2 separate regions of the Gadus morhua genome follow, and region 1 is linked to region 2. A link is a contact called in public Hi-C data. All regions are on one chromosome and are shown on one strand. Each heading gives the region's core, a stretch centred on a gene start, on an enhancer-like site or on the middle of the called end of the contact. The rest is flanking DNA. Distances are from core to core; before and after follow the strand shown.

Region 1 (5,909 bases), core at 2,184-4,683, 210 kb before region 2:
GTTTGGGTCTTGCATAGACTGGCCATTGCTATATCCCTCTGGGATAAAACAACAGCGGCAAGCAAGGTTGTTATCGGTGACCTTATACAGCAAGAGACGGAAACATGGATGTGATTCACGCACCTGCTGCCAAATCCAAGCATCACTTTGTTTCATACACAGCTCTGTCTGCCCGGCTCCATACAGAATCACCTGCGGGGAACGTAGTTAAAGCATTTATACCGAGAACTTGGGGGGACTAGCTGGTAGTGGGTGAGGAAGATCCTGAGGAAGATCCTGATGATTGTTTTCTTAGGCTGGCTTTGTGAGGTTAATAAAGAGATGTATGAATGTATGAATCAAATTATAGAAAACAGAAGGGTTTAGTTGACCATGGTTGACCTCAGTCTCGAACTGCGCTCCGAACACGTCTATGTGGCCCCCGGCGGCCAGGGGGCCCCTCTGTTTATCAAGCCAGTCCTTGAAGCAGAATGGTGACATCACGTTCATGGTGTTCATGGGGAACGGAGGCTGCCGGAAGATTTCGTCTGATCGGCCACACACACAAACACACATTCACAATCACACACACACACACACACATACACACGCGCACACACACATGCAAACAACACTTGTGATACAATGGAGCCTCTTTTGGATCAAGCGCAGATATAAGAGCAGATTAATATGATCAAATTTCAACTAACTCACTTGGATCGGGTTTTCCTGTTTTGTGCTGATTCGTGGCAAAGAACCTGAGGGAGTCAGTTACTATGTTAGATAGGTGCACTTTCTCTTTGTTCTTAGGGATACTGTCAAAAACAAGGTGAACAGTCTAAATTGAAATTGGCCTTACTCCTTTATTATAGGCACCAGTTGCGTTCCTAGGTTCTGACAGAAGAACCACCTCTCAAACAGAATTTCTGTTGAATTGTCAACATAGTACCTGAAACCACAAAATATGTCGTAACCACTTTAAATTCAAACATTCTAGTCATATTTGATGAAATACTAGTGAATGTGATATTGGATATCATATTTGACAGGTCAATTGGCAAACATATCGTAATAGTGATATTATTATGACATTTTGTTATTGTTATTGTTGCTAAAAGATAGCAAATGCATGGTATTACCTAGTCTCAGATAGGGTCATAGTCTTTGCAGGTGGCTCACCTCAGGCAGTCCGTCTCAGTGGGTAGCCGCATCCTCTCCACCACCAGTCCTACAGTGTTGGCTTCTCTTTGGGGGGAATGGGGGATACGGGCCGGCAGCAGGAACATCTAAATATGGGCATAAGAACAGCCCAGCAATCGATTGGATGCCGGTACTAATGTGCTGAAGGGAATCATGGAATATTTAATTTTTAGCCTGTAAATGCGATAGTGTTTAGACTAAACTCTAAAAATGGAGCTCTTAATGTCATCATAATATTGTTCGGAAACTTTTTGATTGAAGATTTAATTTGCGATGCATAATCAGGAGTAACACCGAAACCGAATTACACATGCATACACGCACGCACCCAACCACAAATGCACAACAGCCAACTAACCAAGCACTCTCCCAACCACAAAAGCACAAACCCAACCACACGTGCACGCACCCAACCACACATGCATGCACACACTCACCTCTCCTTCTTTGATGTGCACATCCTTGTGTTTTCCATTTTCAACTACCTTCAGACACATGTCTCCTTTCAGCTGGTAGAAGATCTGGTAAGACAGAAATAAGATGTGATAAGAGACCAGCGACCAAAATTCTTCTGCCTATTTTGGTTGAGACAAACAAGCTATTGTTTGAGGGTCATTAATGTTGTTCAGATTTGTGCAGTGATATTGAACCCCTCTAGTGATTAGTGCATTAAATATCTTGAGTAAATTCTTAAACCAACCATCTTAATGAGAGAAGAACTATCGGTCGGTAAAGAAAATCAACTGAATTGATATTATATTGTCAAGTGTCATCAACACATCAATGAATATTATGTCAGTGTGCAGGTGAAATATTTCAGAATTGCCGGTGTTTATTAACTGGATTGAAGTGGCCATTATATATTTATACGATAACTATCAGAAAAAAATCTGAGGCATATTGTCCCACACTGATAGTAACTTATGCTTATTATATTATAGGCCTACAATATGTGTACAGTGTATATATATAACCCTATATATACTTTTATATCATATTTAGTTACTTAATGACTTAAATAAAATCAAAAAACAATCAACAACTTAATATCTATACTAAATGACGAAATAACGACAAAATAATATTAGTTCTTATCACAGGTATCTAATGTTTTGAGATGCATTTTCCTGCCTACCTAGATGTCCATTAAAGTCATCCACAGTCATGATACTTTGGGCCCATCAGATTATAAGGAATGCTCGAGGGGACTGTTTGAACAGACTTAAGTCAATATTTGCAACATTCTGTTTCAGGGAAATCGTGAGATTTTTAATTGATTGAATACAGAAAGAACTGAGAAATAAACAAGCATTTCAGTTCCAGGAAATGTTTGATTATTCAAAATTCTCCTGACCATAACCTCATTATCTTATATTATAGTATGAAATGTTTACTGTACATTTACTGTACATTGGTACTATATTGTATTTCAGACAATTATATTATATATTTAAATGGTCAGACTTTTCATATCCCTTTTTATTTTATCTTTAGTTGGATCTTGTTTTAGAATGTTCTATGCTAATAACGCCCTCTGAATTGGGTGAGCGCCTTGACTGAGCTGAGAGGGTCTCTTGCGGAGGGGGGTTCTCGGGGCCCTTTCTCTCACCTCTTCTCCTTCCTCGATGTGATAGTCTTTTCTTGTGTTGGGTCCTCCAACGAACATGACGTTCAGCTGCTGTTGGTGCCTGGGGCACAGAGAGTTGAAATCATTACAATACACATTGAACGCAACCGTTGTACCCCGCTGTTAATTATTAGCGTTGAGATACAACATTGACATGTTTCAACAGAACAAAAAGTAAGCTAGGCCTAGAAGCCAACTTTTATTTTCATAAAATGATGGAGAAAGTGCCAGAAATTACATGTCATTGGATGTGTTACGTGAGTTTATAAACAATGTGCTTCTATCAGGTTTGGTCATCCATTACATTGAATTAAGGAAGTGAAACATACTTTACTCACATTAGTTTGTTGCATACTGGTGGTAGAAAATCATTCTCATTATCCAAGATCCATTTGTTCACGTTGACAAACAGAGGACCTGCCGACATGATTGTGACCCACAACAACGCGTTTGCAACAAAATACAAGAGCTAGAAAAGGACTATGTTTGAAAGATAAAGGCTTTCTTACCACTTGCATGAAGTAACACTAACAGCAACACCTGATTTGGTTAGCAAATAAGTGCTTTATAGTCCTCTTGTGTGGCTTCCCCCAACATGCCAACAGTCCAATCGCAACGCTCTAAACTACGGGGTCACTCCCGTTCCTCATTATCTTCCCGCCCTGTATTCTCAGTATCCACCTTATTCCGCCATTGGCTATTGTTTTTAATTCAATTCGTTTTTAGTATAATGTCAAAGCATTAACTCAATCATTAAAAGATTTAGCAAATGCCTCGTGTCAAGTTTATTTTATTGACCCTCTCTGACAAAGTCATCACGTTTGTGTATAAAAATACAGATATACAAGTTAAAGTTTGGTATAGATTTGTAAAAATGAACAATATAAACAACATTTGATCCATGTATAACCATAGCAGCTGTATAAATACTCTCACACACACGCGGCTCATTAGACATGTGGTTTGAATCTTCCTGTGCACATACTGTAGCTGCTTGCCAGACTGTTCATACTTGAATAAACGGTAATCTCAAATGCAGCCTCATCCTTCCAAAAATCACGCCACACACTGGCATCAAACATTTGGGCAAGATGTTCCTTGAAGTCTCGATAATTTTTCGACCATAGTAGGATAACAACCACATTCCAGAATGCAGAAGTTGTGTAAGGGGGAAGGGCTTTGGTTCACAGAGACCAAAGGTAAAGGTTACCCTGGACTGTTTACCGAGTGTATGTCGACTGTGTGTCTGCTGAACTAATCAACACACGCACACGCGCATACTTGCATACGCGAACACACGCACACGCACACATAAACACACGCACTTACTGATTTTAAGGACTACGAACCTACGCAAATCACATATTTATTTTCCCCAAACTTTCATGCCGAGTGTGCCTAGTGTAATTTTTAAATTATAATAGACGATAGGCATAATGATGTTTCGTCATCATCTGCAATCAACAGATTAAGTTAAATTCATGTTGTAGAAACTGTTAAATCTATAGCATTGGCGTCCAACACCAAGGCTATATTACGAAGTAGCTGGCAATAGTATCTTAAATTTAATATTGGTCTGATACTTCAATGTATAAATCATTCATAAAGCTAAATTTGACCGGCTTTCAGCGAAGCTCCAGTGGCGCAATCGGTTAGCGCGCGGTACTTATATGACAGTACAATGTAGAGCAATGCCGAGGTTGTGAGTTCGAGCCTCACCTGGAGCAGATTTTTTAGCAACATCGATAATCAACCTTTTATTCCATGCCATTTTAAATTATGTCTGTTAAATAGCTGACGCTAACAATCCAAACGCGTTATCTCACAAAATCGCAGGGAATAAATCTGAGTAATTGTACCCTGTTCTTTGCCATTTTTAGCGTTCTCTTTCAGCACCTATGTATTGATTGTGAAACATGATGACATGCCCGGATATTGTTAAATTGCTTGATTCATTGTTTAAGTCTGTAATGTTACGTTATTGTGTTTTGTAAAATAGGAGTCCATTCCATCTTCTGTTTAAAATACACACAATATTCAATATTGTAAATTGTTGTATGGATATATATTTCATTACCAAATAATTAAGCAACTATTAATTTGCTTGAAGCTATTCAAATAAAATATAAATCGTAAGATCGAGACGCTATGAATTAGGCTACTCGCTAAAATAGTAGTTTATTCTTACTATCGATAGGAGGCAGTATTTCTCCATCAATCTTTTTTGCTAAATTATTCCCCACATTTCTTTGAAAAAAACATTTGCATAACCAATAGTTATTTATTTTCTGAGAATTCATAATCTGTTTTTTATGTTTTTATTTACCAGACATACACACATATTTTTTGTCTAAATATATAAACAAAATGATAAATGTATATAAAACACATTATCATGTAAATAATAGGTTGGAGTCATAAGTTCAGCTTATTATAGCTGACTATCATTCGTTCTTCATTTTATACAATGCGACATAAGCCAGACAGAAATAGATTAAAATGTGTACCAAAAATTACTCAGCAATAAATTAAGGAAAATAAACAAATTGCTGTACTTTATCATTCCAATAGATGTCGCTGCTGTCAATGCTTCGGGTTGGTTGGGCTTCCTCCCATAATTTGAACATTGGAATATGATTGGCTCTGCCGGATGTTTGAATGATAATACAATGAGTATGTTAGTGTGTGTGTGTGTGTGTGTGTGTGTGTGTGTGTGTGTGTGTGTGTGTGTGTGTGTGTGTGTGTGTGTGTGTGTGTGTGTGTGTGTGTGTGCGTGTGCGTGCGTGCGTGCGTGCGTGCGTGCGTGCGTGTGTGTGTGTCAGAGATGGAAATTAACTATTTTGCCCACTGTGGCAGGTAGATTTAAAAATCGACCAGCCACTCATCTTTTTTACCAGCCACTTTATATGCTATATATTTTTTTAATATATGCGTACATTTTAAACAATATAATAGTAACAATAGATCAGAAAAGTGTTTTTCATACACATCATTTTCTCCATCAGAAGTGATTTTTACTGTAAGTAGGTGCTACCAAGGAACTGAGTTGAAAATGTTACACTCTTACTGCATATGATAAACAATACACAGGTATCTGCCATAT
Region 2 (5,906 bases), core at 868-3,367:
ACCACTGGGTGGCGCTATGAGACAATTCAGTTCTGGAATGGAAATTGAAGCTTTCAGGTAAAAAAAAAAAGTTTTTTTTTTTTTTTTACTTTGAGTCAAGGCATATTCTTGGCAGGATGGAAGAAATCTGAAACCGCTTACAGTCTCAACTTGTCAAGTCATTTTACACATCTATCCAAGGAAAAGTGTGTCTTGCCTGATAGAGCAAGGGGGCTGTTTCTAAATCACAGCCCTTAGGCAAGGCACTGGTGGAATGCCTTCTGTTGCTATCTACTTTATACAGCTATCATGTTACATAGAAAACAAAACTAATGCCAGAATATGGATAGTTCTCATCCGTTGCCGATAGCACGAACAAAAGATAGAATGATTTAGTCATCGGAAATCGACAGCCTGCTGAAGATTGGCAACCGTCTCCCAGCGTCCAAACTCGGTGACTCGGAGCCACTGAGACTCCCAGAGGAGCTGAGGGACCCGCTCGCATAGCTCTCCCGGTCGGAGAGGGAGTCGGGCGGGCTGGAGGGAGGCTCGAACACCGGCGACTCGTTCAGGCGGCGCATGGACTGCAAGTGGCTCATGTTGAAGGTGGGTGAAGGCGGGCACATGTTGCTCTGGAGGTTCCCATAGAAGGCGCCGTTGGAGTGGTTGGCAAAGGCGTTTGGGTTGTGCACGGTCAAAGGGGCCAGTAGGGCTTTTAAGTCCTGTCCCTGGAAGTTGAAGGCACTGTTGACGCAGGACATGGAGTTGGGCGACAGCGCGTCCTCGTAGAAGCTCGGAGAGCACGAGGACGTAGATGAAGGCGGTGGTGGGGTGCGCGACATGGGGCCATCGAGCATTTGAGAGTCGAGGCCATGGTGGGATGAGAATCCAGAGAAGCTGAGGCTGTGGTGGAGCTTTGGTCTTTCCCTCTGGTTATAGCTGGACTGGTGTGACATGGTGTCCCGCTGGCCGTAGCCGCACAGCTCCCGGGCAGACTTATTGTTGGGCTCCCCTTGCACGTTGGCGTTGGCCGGGGCCGGTCTACGCTCGTCGGCGTTGTGGATAAAATGGCACCGGGGCCCGTACGGACAGAAGCCAATTGTGTGGAAGGTGCGGCAGGGCTCGGTTTTGTACTTGGGGTGGCGAGACAAGCTCCGTAGCTCGTGGTAGCCGTGGGCGAACTGGCACTTTCGCCGTATTTGCAGGCGCCGTTCTCCTCGAAGGGCCTGCATAGCTCGGTCTTGTAGCGGGTCGAGTTGATCTGCGAGCCCGACTTCTGCTGTTGCAGATTGTGCAGCGCCTGACTGCGGTCCAAGCTGCGATCCACGCTCTCCTCGCTGAAAGCGCGGTCACGGAACTTGTTTTCCTTGTTCATGAGGGCCGTGGCACAGTTGCTGCCTGCCATATTCTCCTTTAGGCTGTTGTACGCGCTCACGGGGAACTTGTTGCCGTTGTTCATCAAGTCCATGTTGCTCATCGAGTTTCTGCGGAAAAATCCCGGCGAAAAGGAGTGACTGGAGTTCGAGGTGGGGACCGGAGCGCCCACCGCCTTCTTGTCCAGGAGGCTGTTGATGTGGATGGCGTTCATGTTCAAGCCCTTTTCCTGTTGCTGGAGAGAAAGAAGAAAACGTGGAAGTCAGTTACAATATTTGCCACCTTCCCCTGAAATAAACTAGTGTGGGCTAAGCCTCACGTGACATTGCAAAAATCCACAGGTTAGCTGAATTTAATGATCAGCACAAGGGCTGCGATGCAAGAAAATAGGCATGCATTCCAAGTTACGACTGTTAACCAGCACCGCGATTTGAAGTGGTGGAATGAATGGTTTGTAATGCATACCTTGTAAAGCATCTCAATGTCGTAGAACGTGGACAAAATAGAAGACATCTCCAAAAGTTTACTGTCGTGTTCTCTCGTTCATGGAGGATCGACCAGGATCCTTAAACGCGACTGGCGCAGAATGTGCCACGACTGGTGTATTTGAAGTCTTAAATATTGATGTGCAAGTCCAGTACTGGCAGCGAGTGAAAAAAAAAAGGACAGACGGGGAGAAGTAGTTTCAGGTTGTTATGATCGAGTCGCTTGTCCCCTTTGAGAAGCGCTGAACCAGAGTGCTTCACTGACCGCTCTCCGCCTGCACATGTATATAAACACAAGGTGGGAGGGGCCTTGTGGAGTTGTAGTTAAACTTTATGTGGGGCTCTTTTCTGAACACGCCACCTCCCCGAAGTCTTCCATTCACTGGTGGCGGGCCGCCTATTTTTACACCACGCCTTTGTGGAAACCCTATGCCAGCTCTCCCTTTTTCAGTTGTTTTTTCCCCCGTCATATCACCCAACGGATTGGAAGTTGGGTTTGATTTCGAGTAAGCGGTGAAATGAGTCACTCAAATAAAGTATGTTGTTAAATTGAATGGACTCTCATTTCAGAAGAAAAACATTTATTGTGGACGAAGAGTTTGTGCTCCCTCTCACCCGTTCGCCACCACACACACACAAACCCCCCGCCAGTGGATTCTGCGAGACCACAAGTATGAAGGGTAAAGTGTACAGACAGAGTGCAGGAGAATATTTAGAAGTCCGTGGTTGCGTAATCAACTCTCGGACTCAGTAACCACTTCGGCCAACTATGCACGGACCAATACGTTTCTCGACTCACATTACCTATTTTTGTAGGTTTTTATAAGGTCAAACTTTCAAATATTGAGGAAATAGATAAATTATATAGACTTCATGTATCAACATGTATTGTGAACAGATTTATTAAATGGCCTTATTAAGAATCCTTTCAAACTTCTAAAATCTTAACTCGGTTCCAACTAACTCTGCAGCACAATGAAGGAATGTGCGTTTCCACTGGAATATATCAGAGCGGAGCAAGACTGCCCCCATCAGAGCGAACTCTGCATTTATTTAGACAGTCAAGGGCGCCCCCTGCTGAGCGGTGGGCTTTGTAGAAGCATATCAATTCAAATAAAATATCTTAACCCTGATAGTGGCATTATGTTAAAACAACTTGTGTAGTTTCATGAAAACACCGACCTTTACCTTTTTTTATGGAAATGAATTCATCATTGTTTATCCTAAAGTCAGTATTCAGTTAAGGATGTAGGAGACAAACAAGCATTTCAACAAAGTACATGCATTCTTGTGATGTCATATAGTTCCAACATGTTTGGTAACCCAAAGCGTCTTCCACACAGAACAATAAGTTACAGCGTGGTCATACACAGTTAAGAGAGTAAGGAGATGGAAAACAGGAAAAATAGCATGGAGTGAAAAACAAATGACATAACAGCTTGGAATCCTACTACGAGCAACCCTAAAATTAGTGTTGGAACAGCCCTCAGCCTATTTCAGCTTTCGGGCCACTCGTGATGAATGACTTTTAATACTATAGGCACAGACACATGCAGCAAGAGAGATCCTTAAAACATGTCAAACTCCCAAAGGAAACAGTATCTCACTCCCCCAGACTCCGGCCACTTGCTCCAACAAATGTAGAATTGGCGATGGTAGCTCCAGGCATTCAAAACCTTACGTCACTTCTTCCACACTGAACACTGCTCTGAGAGGATAAGGGAGGCAAAAAAGTACAGTTGCGTCGATCTACACAGGCAGGAAATGTGGCCTTGTGCATACACAAACACACACACAGGACACTGGTCCATTGTCCAGTCCTCCTAATTATGTAAGCAGGAAGACTAGAGGGGATCATAAAGAGGAGCCTGCCCTCTCCAGGAAGCACTGCGCGCAAATTAAATATAACCGGACAATAACGGCTCACATAAACAGTGAAATTCAGCCACAAGCTCACAACAGTTGGAAACGTATACAATTATACATTCACCTGAAACGACCCGCCCGTTGTTCCTCATAACAGCTTCTCTCTAAGCACTCTTAGAGTAGTGCTTCAGGTAGTTGGCTGAAGGCTAAAGCCCTGCCAGGAGTACGCGTTTATAGAGAAGGACAGGGGCCCAGGTGCTGTGCGGAAGCAAAGCACAAGGCAACAGTGTATGAGCAATGCTGAATACAGAGAGAAGAATGGTCTCGACACGCACGCACGCACACGCACACGCACACACACACACACACACACACACGTTTTTGTTGCGTCTTAGCCAGACAATCAACTTCAGAAAGTTTTTATTATGTAAAAAGAGACAAGTACACAACATAACATGCGGATAACAGTACATTTCCGGTATGAAAAATCAGAAGTACAAAATAATCCAAATGAAAGCGGAGGTTCAATATTGACCAACAATCTTGCTGGCTTTTTTTATTTCAATTTGGAGTCTGTAAAGTATAAGTGTCGCTACATGCTCCTGATAGGCCACAAACATAACTTCCTGTTTTTAGGCTACAACCCGGCTGGCCTCCTTCATGAGGCTTCCTCTCTTCTGCTACATCAGCCTCTCCAGCACGTCCAGGGCCAGCGTGGCCCTCGCCTGCCGCAGCACCAGCCGTGCGTGCTCCACCGCGCACGAGAACTGGGGCAGTGGGCCCGGCAGGGCTTCCAGAGCCTGCTCGGCATCCAGGGTGAGGGCCTGCACCTGTATCCGCAGAGTGCGGAGCCGATCCTTGCCTGGCCCGCGGGACTCTGTGCCTAGGGTGGCGGTCAGGGCGATCAGGTGTCTGTGAAGCAGCCTGGCCCACTGCACAGGCTCCGCCCACAAGTTCAGCTCACCCTTCTCGAAGAGGAACTCGTCCTCCTCATCCTGAATGTAGACGGGCAGGAGTTAGTCGATAGAGTGTCCCCCACTGGGACTGAATGTACAATTAAACGCCCAATCATTAGCAATGAGAACCCCAGCCTTGCGGATTGTTGTTTTAGAAGTATGAAAAGGCGTCCCTCTGTGTAATCTTGTTCTGCAGACTCCCACCATTTCTATTCTACATCACGAGGACGAAAGTCCTTCTAGGGCTAGACAACCAAATCACAGAAACACTTCAATCTAAACGAAAACCAAACCAGATCTTACCAGACTTGAAGGAATTTCACTGGCGGTTTCCCGAGTGCGCTCCTCATCTCCCAGCAGCCACTCTGCCAGGGTCAGCAGGCCGGCCCGCTCCTGTCCCCACACCACCAGCAGAGCACACAGCGCCCCCACGCCCTGGTCCAGCGCCACCGAGGGGGACACGCTCACGCCGGCCACATCTGCACAGTGAACAGGTGAAACAACTATTTCAATACGTTCACAGGGCGCCCTGTGGAGGTCCTCACCTCACACAGGACCTCACACTGCACTGACATTAGTATACATTCACATAGCACATCAAAAAACCACATGCGTTCAGACTCAATGTCAGCAAAGTTCATAAAAACATGGGAATGACCAAGTGGCTGCAGCACACTGAAATGACCATATGGTCTCATAGCATACAGGTCCCGGCTGTCACATTAAACTCAACACAATATAAGTTCACGTAGCATATCAATTACAAAAACAAACTATAGAGGAAAACTGTTTAAATAGATAAACTATTGTAATATATTTTGTCGATTTCTTAGAGGGCACGTGAGCACTAGGCCAGGTCGCCTGGGAGATGAAGCAGCACACAGGAATGTCTCTGTGCCTTTGATGGGCGGCGTGGTAAACCAACCACAAGGGCTCGTCTGACAGTTACTGCTTAGTAAGGGGTGGGGCGAGGTGGGGGTGGGGGGTGAGGGGGGGGGGTTTGACTGTACTCATTAAAAATCAGACAACCCCCCCCCCCCTGCTGATTCCAGGGCTTTTGTCTCTGGGCCCTGGACCGGCGCAGGGAATGAACATGCAGAACACACCATACACCCACACTTCAACACTCTGCTTTGGCACAGAGGATCACAAACTAAACATCGGGGACACTGGGGGTATCGAGTCATGGTGCCTGGGGTACATCTGCAGCCAATACGTTATCTAGGGCCCGGATCAATCAACGAAT

Evidence for each region. A called contact is a pair of places that touch in the nucleus more often than the background predicts.
Region 1: a contact with region 2 is called in a Hi-C map of gill, with 4 times the contacts expected there. The contact joins the promoter of haao here to the promoter of zfp36l2 in region 2. A contact is called at or near these places in 2 of 6 Hi-C or Micro-C datasets (gill and heart).

What each region holds. Positions count from the first base shown.
Region 1 is chr15:16,652,199-16,658,107 of gadMor3.0, reverse strand. haao (3-hydroxyanthranilate 3,4-dioxygenase) reads right to left here and starts at 3,433. Exons shown (of 10, transcript XM_030379042.1): 1 at 3,145-3,433; 2 at 2,789-2,867; 3 at 1,617-1,700; 4 at 1,159-1,265; 5 at 839-928; 6 at 694-737; 7 at 382-527; 8 at 124-192. The coding sequence starts at 3,233. It overlaps trnai-uau (transfer RNA isoleucine (anticodon UAU)), which reads left to right and starts at 4,440; the gene lies at 4,440-4,533.
Region 2 is chr15:16,444,079-16,449,984 of gadMor3.0, reverse strand. zfp36l2 (zinc finger protein 36, C3H type-like 2) reads right to left here and starts at 2,117. Exons shown (of 3, transcript XM_030378591.1): 1 at 1,819-2,117; 2 at 1,174-1,588; 3 at 1-1,171. The coding sequence starts at 1,866. The coding sequence ends at 372. It overlaps thada (THADA armadillo repeat containing), which reads right to left. Exons shown (of 38, transcript XM_030378590.1): 37 at 4,964-5,139; 38 at 4,083-4,699. The coding sequence ends at 4,385.